Regions from separate parts of the Neogale vison genome. Here region 2 is linked to region 1. Evidence: chromatin contacts called from public Hi-C data. All regions are on one chromosome and are shown on one strand. Each heading gives the region's core, a stretch centred on a gene start, on an enhancer-like site or on the middle of the called end of the contact. The rest is flanking DNA. Distances are from core to core; before and after follow the strand shown. Region 1 holds the start of RCL1 (RNA 3'-terminal phosphate cyclase-like protein). Region 2 holds the start of JAK2 (tyrosine-protein kinase JAK2).

Evidence for each region. Hi-C and Micro-C count contacts between places; a contact is called where the count stands out from the background.
Region 2: a Hi-C map of fibroblasts shows a contact between it and region 1, with 6 times the contacts expected there. The contact joins the promoter of JAK2 here to the promoter of RCL1 in region 1. A contact is called at or near these places in 2 of 3 Hi-C or Micro-C datasets (fibroblasts and muscle).

Annotation. Positions count from the first base shown.
Region 1 is chr9:96,264,824-96,271,918 of ASM_NN_V1, forward strand. It overlaps RCL1 (RNA 3'-terminal phosphate cyclase-like protein), which reads left to right and starts at 4,288. Exons shown (of 9, transcript XM_044265991.1): 1 at 4,288-4,554. The coding sequence starts at 4,419.
Region 2 is chr9:96,462,085-96,468,682 of ASM_NN_V1, forward strand. It overlaps JAK2 (tyrosine-protein kinase JAK2), which reads left to right and starts at 2,431. Exons shown (of 25, transcript XM_044265992.1): 1 at 2,431-2,866; 2 at 3,169-3,248. It also overlaps the pseudogene LOC122916791.

The sequences.
Region 1 (7,095 bases), core at 3,038-5,537:
ACTAAGTGCTTTTAGAGAGATTACACATAAACAGGTTATGAAAGCATATATATGCAAAAATGTAGTTGTGAATGGTTATTGTGGGGGCCCAGAGGCAGGGCACTGAACACAGAAATTAATCCTAAAACTGGAGTAGTGTAAACATTCGTTCCAGGCTGAGGTGAGAAAAAGCCTGTAGGTCTATTATGGTTTGAATAAAGGAGATGATGAGATAGCAGAGTGGGTGAAATGTGGTGTTGAGCAAATTTATGGATTGGGAAGAATCCATTTCTACTCCAGTCTCTAAATCCAATGTCCCATTGCTGAGCCAAGCACACTTTTATCTTTATGTTATTTTATTCTTATCTTTATTTGCGGAAGCAGTTACAAGGCAAGATATATGTCATTTACTATTTAGTTTGAGAGAAAAATCTATGAACAAATTAAAACGTTTGTAATGGATAATTTCAAATATAAATGTAGGTAGAGAGAATTGTATCATAAACTCCTATATACATATAATCCAACTTTTGAGTGAGTTGGTGTGAGGCTCAAATAAGGTTATGTATGTAAAGCCTTTAGCAGAGAGCCTTCCTCTCAGTAGGCTTTCAATAATGGCTTGTTGTACCAGTCAGGGTTCAACCAGAAAAGCAGAACCACTCACTGGAGATTTACTATAGAGATTTGATCTTCTACAGTCTGTGAGGCTGTTGTCTTTGTGCCTGTTGATAAACCCAGAGTCAGTAGGATGTGCTGGAACTCGCCTCAGCTCTCACTGCCTGCGAGTCTCCAACCTCAAAGATGTGAGTGACCAGCAGAAGATGGTGTCCTTCATCATGTGACCAGCAGAAGATGGTGTCCTTCATCATGTGACCAGCAGAAGATGGTGTCCTTCATCATGGACGTAAATGTACATTGGCTCAGTGGTTGGGAGTTGCTAAAGCAGGATCAGGTGAGAGCTGGAACAGCTATGGGCCCAGCTGTTGCTCCCGCCCACTAGGCAAGATCAGCATCAGATAAGTATTCCCACTGCAAGAAAACCTGGAACCTTTCAAACACAAACAATGTTCCTTTGACTTACATCTTTCAAATCTCATGCAAGATGTTTCTTCTCCTGGTTTGCTAACCTAGAGTTATGCAAGGAAGGGAATTCAGGGATACATAGTTTCAGTTATTTGTTAGTGTGTAACAAACTACCCCCAAACCCATAGCTTAAAACAGTAACAAACATTTATTTAGCTCAGGAACATGCAGTTTGGGGGGCTCTGAGGACCATTTATCTGTGCTCTAAATGGTGTTAGCCAGAGTGGCTTCAGAGGCTGGCTGGGGACTGCAATCACCTGAAGGCTCCATCACCCCCATGTCTATGATTGATGCTAGCTGTCAGCTAGAATAATCCACTCTCTGTGTGGGTCTCTCTGGCCTGGCAGCTTCAAAACAGCCAGGCTTTTAATTGGAGATTCAGGGTTCCAAAGGTATAGGACTTAAGAGAGAGGGAGAGGGAGACAAATGGGAGAGTGAGAGAGACAGACAGGCAGATGGAATTTCTATTTTGGTTGTCATTTATTAGCTATGCCACTTTAAGGGGGTCATTTATTTTCTCTGAACCTCAGTTCTCAATTTTTAAAAATAGATTTTATTTATTTATTTGCTAGAGATCACAAGTAGGCAGAAAGGCAGGCGGTGGGGGGAGAAGCAGACTCTCTGCCAAGCAGAGAGCCCATGTGGGGCTTGATCCAGGACCCCAAGATCATGACCTGAGCTGAAGGCAGAGGTGTAACCCACTGAGCCACCCAGGCACCCCTCAAATTTTTAAAATCACGATTTATTTGCCCAGAAAAAGACTCTGAGGCAATAATTTGAGTGAAAGCAGTTAATTTGGGAGTTAATCGCAGGAAATATCAGAAGGGAGCTGAGATGTGTACAGGGAAGGAAGGAAGCTGGTAAAAGTTAATCAAGCATGTTACCACTGTGGGCAGCTGGAGCTAAAAACCTCTAGGGAAACCTGGGGAAGTACTGTGGAATCCATGTCACAGAGCTGTCTCATCCAAGGGTTGAGGAGCTGGAATATTGATACATCAACTCCCATCAGTCATTGGTTGAAGACTCTGGGGAATATTAATTCCTCAGCACCTCTAATCTGCTGAGGTCTCTGCAAGAGGGAAAAACCCTCAGACAAAGAGATACAGGTGCTACTGGAGGAAAATCGACAGGTTTGTTTTGAAAATGATAAGAGCTTAAGGGATATGAACAGGGCACCCATGAGGTTTGCTAGAGTATAGGTTGCTGAGTAATTAAAATGAGATGATACACAAAGAAGTCCACTCCTGGCATGATGGTTCCCATTTTTTTTTTTTTTAAGATTTTATTTATTTGCCAGAGAGAAAGAGTACACACAAGCAGGCAGAGAGGCAGGCAGAGGCTTCGAGAGAAGCAGGCTCCCCACCGAGCAAGGAGCCGGATTCGACACTCTATTCTAGGACCCTGGGATCATGACCTGAACCAAAGGCAGTGGCTTAACCAACCGAGCCACCCAGGCGTCCCGATGGTTCCCATTCTTGCTTTGGAACATGCTACTGCAGGATTGCATGGAGGCACCGAGGTTCAGGAGCTTTCAATACATCAGGACACACTGCCAATTTCCTGAAAGGCAGTCTTAAGAAATGGAAAAGGCAATAATATCAGTGGATTACCCACCACTCTCAATAGACTTCAGGGCTAATAACATGTCACTCTATGGGAGTGCAGACCTCCCCAGTGTTTCCCTATAACTGAGTCTTATCTACACAAGCCTTGCTACCTTGGCTAGTCTTTTTTTTTTTTTTTTTTTTTTTAAAGATTTTTATTTGCTTATTTGTCAGGGAGAAAGAGAGCAAGAGAGCACATGCAGGGGGAGCTGCAGATAGAGGGAGAAGCAGGCTCCCTGCAGAGCAAGGAGCACCATGTGGGACTGGATCCCAGCTGAGCTGAAGGCAGACACTCAACCAGTTGAGCCACCCAGGTGCCCCACACACCTTGGCTTATCTTACTCAATCTCTAACCCTTGCAGATCACTGCCCCTTACCCTGAAAAAGTTCTGGAACTCACGATCTGGTGGCATTATCCAAGAACGATTGCAAACCCAGGTTGTAACGGTATTGGATTCATAAGTTTGCAGTCAATTTGATACATGTCAGTGCATCTCTGAAGCTTTTTTTTTTTTTTTTAAGATTTTATTTATTTATTTGACACACAGAGAGAGACAGAGAGAAGGAACACAAGCAGGGGAAGTGGGAGAAGGAGAAGCAGGCTTCCCGCTGAGCAGCAAGCCTGATGTGGGTCTCAATCCCAGGACTCTGGGATCATGACCTGAGAAGAAGGCAGATGCTTATGGCCTGAGCCACCCAGGCGCCCCTCTCTGAAGGTTTTGAGCAGAGGAGTGATATAATCCAATCTTTGGTAAGATTCTGGTATAAAGGATTAAAAGACAGCAAAGAGGCTAATGCGGAATCTGTGTGTATGTGTGCGCGTGTTGTTATCACAACTATCCGTTTTGAGGCCTGCGGGATGGGAGAAACTGATTTGGCGGAAGCGCTGTGCACGTAAAGGACGGCTGTGAAAGGGGCGCATCTTGGTATCTCATAATAAAGTAAGCAATGGCCTGGTATCGCAAGACTCCGGTCCCCATGCATAGGGCCACGCCACCTGTGCAATATTCCTCCCGTCCTTCCTCCCGTGTAAGGCGGGAATGGGTGCACCTCGCGGGGTGCAGCTGGGAGCGAGGGGACCGCGCCGGCTGCGCGCTCAGCACAGAGACCGCAACAGGATAACGCGCTAATCCCACCTCCTCCAGCCCGAAAAAGGCGGGGGAGATAATACTAGGTACATCCAGGGTTTGCTAAGTACTGAGGATAAGTACCCCGCCTGTAGTGGGCACCAACCCCAGCCCGTCGCCCCCCCGGACCCCACGCGTGGAGAGAACGCACAGAGACTCTCCGGTAAGGGTTGCTCCCGCGCTTGGCTAACGAGCTGCCCCCGCACGCGCTCCCTCCCGCCGCTCGCTGTTGCCGGGGCCCAAGCACCGCCCCACTGCAGCGCGAGCCAATGGTAGCGCGGCCCGGGCACCGCCCAGCTCCAGCGCGAGCCAATGACGACGTCTCACGGGCACCGCCCTGATCCTGCGCGGACCAATAGCGGCGAGACCTGGCGCGGGAGTCGTCCCCGGTCGGGTGGGGAGGCGGGGAGACGGCTACCGACTCCGCCCCTCTCCCCTCTGACCCGGTGTCTCGTCTCTCCGTCTTCCTGTTCCAAACCACGTGGACGCGCCGGGGGCTGCAGGGCTACGGTGAGGAGCCCGGGTCACCCCCGCCGCTGTCGCCGCCGACGCCGGGGTCGCGACCTCCGCGCCCGTCCGAAGTCGCCACGCCCCGGCCGCCCGCGCTTTTGCGGAGGGCGCGCACATGGCGACTCAGGCGCACTGCCTCAGCTACGCGGGCTGCAACTTCTTGCGCCAGCGCCTGGTCCTGTCCACCCTGAGTGGGCGCCCCGTCAAAATCCGAAAGATTCGGGCCAGAGACGACAACCCAGGCCTCCGAGGTAACTCGGGGCGGGCAGTGCGCGGGGTGGGCGCGGGGGCCGCGGGAGTGCGGCGCCGATGCCCTGGGGGCGGTGCGCGGGGAGCCTGCGCGTCCCGCGGGCGCGTCCCGGAGGCCGAGCGCGGCGTCGCCCCCACGCCCGAGCGCGCCGGGGACTGAGGGGGGAGGCGGGGTCGGGCCCGAGGGGTGTGCTCTGGCGCGCGCTGCGCTGGCGTCGCCGGGCGCCGCTAGTAAACAGCTACACGTTTTCCAGCGCTACGTGTCGCAACGAACCCCGGGCATCTCCCCTCGCCTGCCTGCAGTCCCTCTCGCTCGCGCCGCGAGCCTCTCGGAGGATAAAGGCACTTTGCTGCACCGGAATGTGGCGATTGGGCAGATAGAAGATGGAGAGAGAATTGGAGAGAAAAGTACCCCTGGTTGGTTCCGTGCCCTGCCCCAAAACACGTCTCAGAAGCCGTTGCCCCCTCGGACATCGGCTGTCTCTGTCCCCCTGCACACCTCTCCCTGGGTGTGGAGTAAAGAAAAAAAAAAAAATCAAAATTCCGTGTTTGTTTTTAGCCGTAATTGGCATATGCGCAGGACAGAAGCTTTGTGATGATTTTATTTTCTTTAAATCATAGGTCTGATTGCTTTGACTTTAGTCACATTTGGTGACAAGCGTTAAACGACAGCTTTCCAAGCTTTGCCCGACAAAGGCGCATCGATGGAAAAATAGGCCCTGTTTAAACGCACATGGAGTTCAGTGGTGCCGGTTTTAAACTGGCCCCCTGAAACAAGACGCATGCATTCGAAAGCTTCTGTCTGGTTATCCCAAATCGGGAGATTTCACTCGAAGCAAATAAGGAAAAACCTACCTGCAAATGGAAGGAGAGGGTTTGTGGTTGGTCTTGGAGGCTTTGTCGGTCCTGTTGAAGTGTTTACTTTGGCCCTGAGTTCTGTGCCAGGTGGCCGGCCCATTTCGTCATCTGTCTGAATGCATGTTCTGGAGCGTCGCATCCCAGCCTCTCTTGAATGGTGATGGGTGGCCCACGAAGGGAAAATGCTATGTCATTGATGGAGATAGCCCGTTAGGAAAGAAAGACCCTCCATACCTGGTGACCGTGGGGAGGGCTTGTGCTGGTGCATGATTCTTCTCCTTACCTCTCAGAAACGCTGAGGAAGGGAAGAAGGGACGCCTAGCACGGTCTGCCGGGTGCTCTCCACATTGTCCTTATTCTGAACTGGCCTGGGCAAAGCAGTTGCTTGGTCGCTCTGCTCTGTGGCATTCTCATCCAGCTCTCCCCTTCACCTCCAGTTTACTGTAGAGAATTTGCCATTCGCCAGATATGGTTAAGACAGGCTTCTGCCTCTGTGAACGGTGCGCATAGGTTTTTGGTTTTTTTTTAAAAGATTTATTTATTTATTTATTTATTTAATTATGTGACAGACAGAGATCACAAGCAGGCAGAGAGGCAGGCAGAGAGACAGGAGGAAGCAGGCTCCCGGGGCTCCATCCCAGAACCCCGGGATCACGACCTGAGCAGAAGTCGGAGGCTTTAACCTGTTGAGCCACCCAGGTGCCCCTGGGCATAGGTTTCTTTGGTTGTTTGTTTTTTTTAAAAGCAATATAAGTACTTTGGCCTGGAAACCTGGGATTTCTGTGGGAAATTTAGTGCTTGTAAGATACAGTTTAGTGTTTGTCTTTTGAAGGTGGTCTCCAGACTAATATTTAGTGTTCTGAAGGATGCTTTGCCACCACCCCCCCCCGCCCCCGCCATCCACTGTGTGTGAACATCTCTTTACTGCCACACACGCAAACTCTCATTTCTTCCAAGAGGGCTTGGCCGCTTGGCACTTCCCTGAAAGGATGCCAGGCTCCACTGCTTGGGGGAGGTTGTGCTCATTGGCAGATTGTGTTGGTATTTTATGGGGAGCATTACGTGAAGCATTACATCAAGGGGAAAAAATTAATACTTCAAGAGGAAAAAAACAGGCTCCTGATTTAGATCTTCTTGTGCTGGTTTTAAGTCCTTAGAAATCTTGTAGGTGTTCACTTAATTTCTTCTAGAGGGCTGGCCTGGATGGCTCAGATGGTTAAGTGTCTCTCTTGGGCTTGGGTCATGATCCCAGGGTCCTGGGATCGAGTCCTGCAGTAGGCTCCCTGCTCAGCAGGGAACCTGCTTCTCCCTCTGCCTGCTGCTCCTCCCCCTGCTTGTGTGCTCTCTCTCTCTCTCTGACAAATAAAATCTTTAAAAAAAATTTCTTCAAGAGCAAACAGATATTTGTATGCATATATATGCATTCATAGTTATACATACATGTATGTATGTGTATGTACATATATACATAAACACACATACATGTTTATGTGTATAAATCTCTGTGGCCCCTGCTACATGGTATGTGGTCATAGTCAAGTGAATCCTCCGTAGTTTGTTTGAAGATGTAGCCGGTTGGGGGGGGGGAGTGTGCTGCCAGTCATCTCTCCCTTTCTGACTCAGATTCTGAGAATTGGAAAAAACTCGGAGCATATCCAATAAAATCTTCAGCTTAAGTATAAAAA
Region 2 (6,598 bases), core at 1,181-3,680, 200 kb after region 1:
GTGAACTCTTTCGCCTTCTGAGCCCCTGGATCCCACCTGATCTTCACCCTGCATTTCGGGGCCCCCATCCTGTCAAGAGACACCCATTTAGACACCACACCTTCCCCCACAAGGAATTCTGAATATTCACTTTTTCCTTCCTGCAAACAGGCAGTGGCTGGTAACAGGCACCATGTCTGGTTGAATAAATAAGTATTATAAAATATAGAAATATAAAATTATAGATTATAGCAATATAGAAATATCGCTCATTGCAGTGAATACCTCTGCACTGTTTCAGAGCTCATAAAACAGGCATTTTTTTTCTCACAAAAGCGAATGTTTCCATTTCCACAATTCAGGTAGATGATTGTAATCTTAGCTGTGACATGAAGGACAACTCTGCCATTTTATCTTTTTTGTGTGGGTCTGTGTTCTGGTTTCTACTCCAGTAACAGTTTTCATTTTCAGGAAAAGGGAACTTGCATGGTGGTTGTTGGCTTGTGATCTCGGCCTTTATATTCTAAGCAGATTTTAGATTTGCCATTGACTCACAACTATTTTTGATTCCTTTTTAGATATTAAAAATAAGGAGTCTCCAGCATATTTTGCTTGTAAAACAGTAGCCATAGGAACGCAATTTTCCCTCCCTCTTATGAGAAAACGTAAATCCCTCCCTCTTATGAGAAAACAAGAGCTGTAGTTCACTATTTACTTTGAAGGAGTCAGTATGAATTCAAGTCATTTCCTATCCTGCTATCATCTGCTCAAAGACCTTTTGCAATGGGTCTTATGTAAGATGGAATGCAAGAGTTGCATTGGTGAGTTGGTTTAAAGAAATCATTAAATTCCAGTTAGACCTGAATCTCAGCATCATTTGTGAATAGAGAAACAGGTATAAATGCATCAAATGTTTCAGAGAGAGACATTGGGGAGGGTATGTGCTTTTGGGTAAATTGGAAGGGGAGGTGAACCATGAGAGACTATGGACTCTGAAAAACAATCTGAGGGGTTTGAAGTGGCGGGGGGGGGGGTGGGAGGTTGGGGTACCAGGTGGTGGGTATTATAGAGGGCACGGCTTGCATGGAGCACTGGGTGTGGTGAAAAAATAATGAAAACTGTTTTTCTGAAAATAAATAAATTGGAAAAAAAATGTTTCAGAGAGAAAGAGGGCTAATAAGTGAGAAAGACCGTACATAGTTGGGTCCCAGGCTACTCCTTTGGACTCATCTTTTTCCACTGCCCTCTCCTTCACTGTCCTCCAGACCACATTGACCTCTTTCCTGGTCCTTCTCAAGCTCATTCCTTTTTCAGGGTCTTTGCCTTTGTTAGTCCCTCCGCCTGAAACTCTCTTCTCATGTAGTCACACGACGGGCTCATTTTCATCCTTCACATCTCTGCTCAGATGTCACTTATTCTGAGAGGTCTCTCCTGGCCACCCTCACTAAAATAGTACACTGCTTCCTCACTTTCTACTCCTTTACTTTGTATTATTTTTCTTAAGTGCAATTATATACTGGTATATGATACAAAGTATATTTGTCACTTTTATCCGAATATATGCTCCAGTAGAGCAAGTAGAATGCGCGTTGCAATTACATAGCAGCAACCTCGGAGCCCTTGCAGCCCAGCACCTGGTAGATGCTCTGCGAATATTCGTTGAACGAATGAATGGGGCTTTGGGGAGGCGGTGGGCTCTTTCTCCTCATTCGCTGGGTCTCGTCGCCAATCGGCAAGCAGCTGGGCGCCTCGTCCCACCCTCCCCCTTTTCTTGGATTGGAGCCAGGCGCTCGGGATTGCACCTGCACAAAACAGCGCCTGTCAATGTTGCCCCAACCCTCGGCGCCACTTCCCCTCGGCCTAGAGGCCTGGACTGGGGAAGAACAGGTTTGCCGGACGCGAACGTGGAAGCGAAAGCAGAAGAGGAACCAACAGCAGGGCACGGGAGGATGGCGCTGTGGCGCCAGGCTGCGTGCAGGGGGCGCCTTCCCGACCGGGCTGACTCATTCCCAGCCGCCTCCACGGCGGGCGGCGGCCACACACACGCCCTTCTGGGGAGGGCCCGGCGCCGGGCTCCTGGGGACTGTGGGGCCCAGGTAGCCAGCTCCGGCTCCATTTCCCACGCGCGTTCTCCCGGGGGACGGCACGGGACTCTCCGCGCGCTCCCGCCAACTTCCCGAGAAGCCCAGGTTGTGCACAGCCTGCCTCTGCCTGCCCTGCCTGGGAGAAGGGCAGCGCGGCGGCTCGGCGCACGCACGCACGCGCAGTCGGGGGAGGAGGTGCGCGGTTGGGTCCCGCCCCCGCCGGTCCCGCCCCCGCCGGTCCCGAGGGTCCGCCTCAGTCAGCAGTGAACCGTCCGCCTGAGTGGAGGCCGACGCCGACGCAAATAGAGCTTCCGAGTCAGTGTCGCCTGAGGCACTGAGAAGATGGGGTGGCCCGGGAGAGGGCGGAGACGACGCCTGTGACGACAGGCTTCCTGGCTGCCCAAAGTGGGAGTGGTGTGCGCTGGAGGAAGGAGAGAGGAAGAGAAGCCGAAGGGGGTAGCGGCGGCCGCGGCCAACGGCTTCCCTCAGCTCTGACAGGCTGGGCCGGCGCCCGGCGCGCTCGGGAGCTGGTGCCGCCGCCTCGGCCGCTCGGCCCCCGGGCCCGGACTCGCGGCGCGCATCGGGGCGGAGAGCTGCTCGCGGGGACAGGCCCGGGGCTCACCGCCCAGGGATGTGAGTGGGAGCCGACTCGGCGCGGGAGGGCCCGGGAGGGCCCAGCCTGGCGGACGCCTGGACCCCTGCCCACGCCGGGGGCTCCGCGGATCTCGGCCCGCCGCGGGCGCTGGTCGGAGCAGTCCCTGCGGGCCTGGGGGCGCGTGCTCGCCGCGGGATCGGTGCAGCTGGTGCGTGCGATCGCTGCTTGGCCTCCGGGTGGGGAGGCAGCGGGCGTCGGTACACCTCCCTCCCACCCTCTAGCCGCCGCTCTGCCCCTGCTGGGGCAGTAAAGTTCTCGGCAAAAAGCCTTCCTCGCGGGAGGGGAAGCCGGCAGCGGCGTGTTTCGCTGTTTGCATCCCTGTGTGCCTCGTATCCGCCTTCCCTCTCCCCTGACTGCTCTTTAAAATGTTCTAGACGTCGGGATGGCCGAGAGGAGAGCATCTATTTCCCCGGGATTTCTGCGGTAATAACGGTTGCTGCTTTTTTTTAGGTTTCAGAACCTGGCGAGGGAACAAGATGTGAACTGTTGCGCTCCTGAAGAAAAAGGCCCTTCCTCCCCTTCTCGCGAAGGTGGGTTTGCGATCCTGGCGGCGGGGCTGTGCGGCGGCGGGGAAGGCGAGTGTGGGGAACCCGGAGTGCCTGCGTAGGACGGCCGGGAGCGTGTGTCGACAGGCCGGGCTCCTTGTGGTTTGGCCTCTGAAAATGGCAGCGCCGAACTTAGAATGTTGGTCCGGGAGGGCGATTCGGGGGTGTTTACTGTTGCCCGCTCGGATCCTTTAAGAGATACCGCTGCTTCTTTCTCCTCTGATCATACAAGTAACAAGGCTTTGCAGAAGAAGCGTCGCCAGTGACTCTTTCTCCTCGAGCAGCCAGAGATTGTTAATCTTTCAAGGAGGAGCGTTTTCAAGGAATAAGGGATACCAAGTGAGAGAACACGTTAGCTCTTCGTGCTGGGCTTTCTGCTACCACGCTGAGTGCTTCCTGGGTGGTTTTATCTGCCCAAGTTTGCTGTGTCGGTTGAATGTACCCACTTTGCTTTCCGGTGGTGGTTAATCCGTCAGGAGAGATTCCTTTTCTTTGAATGAAAGGACAGAAGCGGCTGAGTATGTCATAGAGGGAAGGAGAAATGTGGAGAAGGAAAACTAGAAGTGGGAATTAGAGAGATGACAATTGCTTTTGGTTTCTTAATAGGTTGTACAAGTGAGTCGTTGCTAATGCAGATATTCTGTGCAACACCCAGCACATTTGAAGATGAATAATCACCTTTTGACCTGTCTTTCCCCACCCCACTCACCTTTTATCACGAGTGTGGACATCACTAGCTTGCACGTGCACCATGTCTGTTAGAGAAACACCCGCAAACTGGATGTGCCCAACACTTGCCTTAATAGTACGTGTACTTACCCGTAGAGGAAAGTTACAGTATTTGCTGACTACATGAGAGTGTGAAGCTTTGTTTTTGCTCGAACTGAATGTCCTGTGTTTGGAGTTCATAGCATGTTAAAATTAAAATTAAAGGAAACAGTAGTTTGTTTTGTATAGTGGGTTTTCCTAGTGACAGAGACAGGTTTCTCAGTTATGGGAAGCGAACATGATGTCTTTTCTCTACTTCACCTGGCTGTCGCTGAAAGGTGGGATGCTTTTGAGGCAGAATAGGGAAGCACATTGGCTCTGGAGTCAGATCTGGGTTTGAATCCTGGTGTTCCTGCCCCTTAATAGTCGTATTATTTAAAATGTCTTTGAGCCCCGCTTTTCTTAAAAGGTTGCTGTGAGGATCAGTAAGATTGTGCAGGGGAATGCTTGGCTACTATTATGGGTCGGGCAGGCAAAGGAGATTTAGAGAAGGGTAATATCACTCTGCACAAGGTGGTCTGCCAGGGACCAGTGATTCTTCCTCTTTAGTAGAAGGAGAAAAAGCACTTACAGTTCTTGAACTGGTCAACTAGGTCTTCTTAGAGCCTTTTTATGGGAAGGTTCCATTCTTTTTTTTTTTTTTTTTTTTTAAGATTTTATTTATTTATTTGACAGACAGATCACATAGGCAGAGAGGCAGGCAGAGAGAGAGGAGGAAGCAGGCTCTCGGCTGAGCAGAGAGCCCGATGTAGGGCTGGATCCCAGGACCTGGGATCATGACCTGAGCCGAAGGCAGAGGCTTTAACCCACTGAGCCACTCAGGCGCCCCGGAAGTTTCCATTCTTATCTCTACTTGACCACCCCACCCCCATTGTGTGACCTCTACCAACTATTGTGCTGCCCTCTTGTGGTTAGCTGTGCTAAGAACTCTCTTCTGCTCCTCCCCTCTTAAATTTTGTTTTCCCTCTTTTTAGGCCCCTTGCCTTTGCTCCCAGTTTCCCAAACTGTGTGCTGAGGTGCCCAAGAGAAGCAGTGAACTCAGGCTTGGAATTATTAGTTCGAGGTAGTTCACAGTTTCAATGTTAAATTGACAAATTCTTTTCTACAATTTGAAAGCTGTTTTTTTTTTTTTTTGTTTTGTTTTGTTTTTAAGAAGTTGCTCTGGTAAAAAGCAATTACTGTATGAGGATCAGTGTGATACAGGAAATGAGAGTGTGATGTTGTTCAGTCTGATTCCAAGAAGTTGTACAAGGCCAGACAAGAACTAAGTTGTAAGGATATTAAATAGCTTGAATTCACCTACTCAAGTATTCATACCATTCAACAGGAGTGCTGTGAAAATATTACTAAAACTAAGAATTCCCTGAATGGAGAAAGTTTGGGAACCCTTGCCTTAGCTTTTTGGTTGACTTTTCTGATACGAACAAAATTTTTTTAAATGGAAAAACTGCATTTTTTTTTAATGTTGGTCACTAACTGATTCCTGTCCCCACCAGAAGTATTGATATAGTTATTGATTAAAATTATTGATGCAAAGCCAGTACCAGCTGATCATGGCTTAGTATATTTCCTCTCCTATTTAATATCTTTATAACATCTGCCTAGTTCTTTCATTTTATTTTATTTTTTTAAAGACTTTATTTATTTGGCACAGAGAGAGAGAGCGAGTGAGCGAGAGAGAGTGAGCGTGTGCACAAGCAGGGGGAGTGGCAGGCAGGACAGAAGCGGGCTCCCTGCTGAGAACCCCAGGATCATGACCTGAGCAGAAGGCAGATGCTTAACCACTGAGCCACCCAAGCACCCCTAGTTCTTTCATTTTAAAACAAATTCTGTTGCTGGGGCACCTGAGTGGCTCAGTTGTTAAGTACCTGCCTTCAGCTCAGGGTCCTGGGATCTAGCCGGCATTTGGCTCCCTGCTCAGCTGGAAGCCTGCTTCTCCTTCTCCCACTCCCCCTGCTTGTGTTTCCTTCCTCATTCTTGTTTCTCTGTCAAATAAATAAATAAATAAAATCTTAAGACAAACAAACAAACAAAAACAAATTCTATTGCTCACTTGTTATTCTGGTCACTTCCTGGTTATTCCAGGCCTGCTTTTCTAGTATTTTGAATGTCTTCTTAAACTCACTATGCCCCAAATGAAAAATCATCATTTTTATACCCCTTTGGAATTTCCTTCTCTCCTGATCATATAGATTTAAATTAGGTATCATCTGGGATGCCTGGGTGGCTCAGTCAGCTAAGTGTCTCCCTTCAGCTCAGGTCATGATCCCAGGGTCCTGGGATCAAGTCCCACATCAGGCTCCCTGTTCAGCAGAGAGCCCACTTCTCCCTCTCTCTCTCTGCCTCCCACTCCCCCTGCTTGTATGCTCTCTTTTGGTCAAATAAATAGATAAAATCTTTAAAAAATAATAAATTAGGTATCATCTTTACCTCTTTCATTCACCTCTTGTGTTAACCCATTCAACATGTCCTGTCCATATTTCTTTTCTCCCTCACAGCTCTGCTTACCTACTTTACCACCAGGACTTATTTCCTCAGCCTCGAATATTGAAAGTCATATCAGCGTC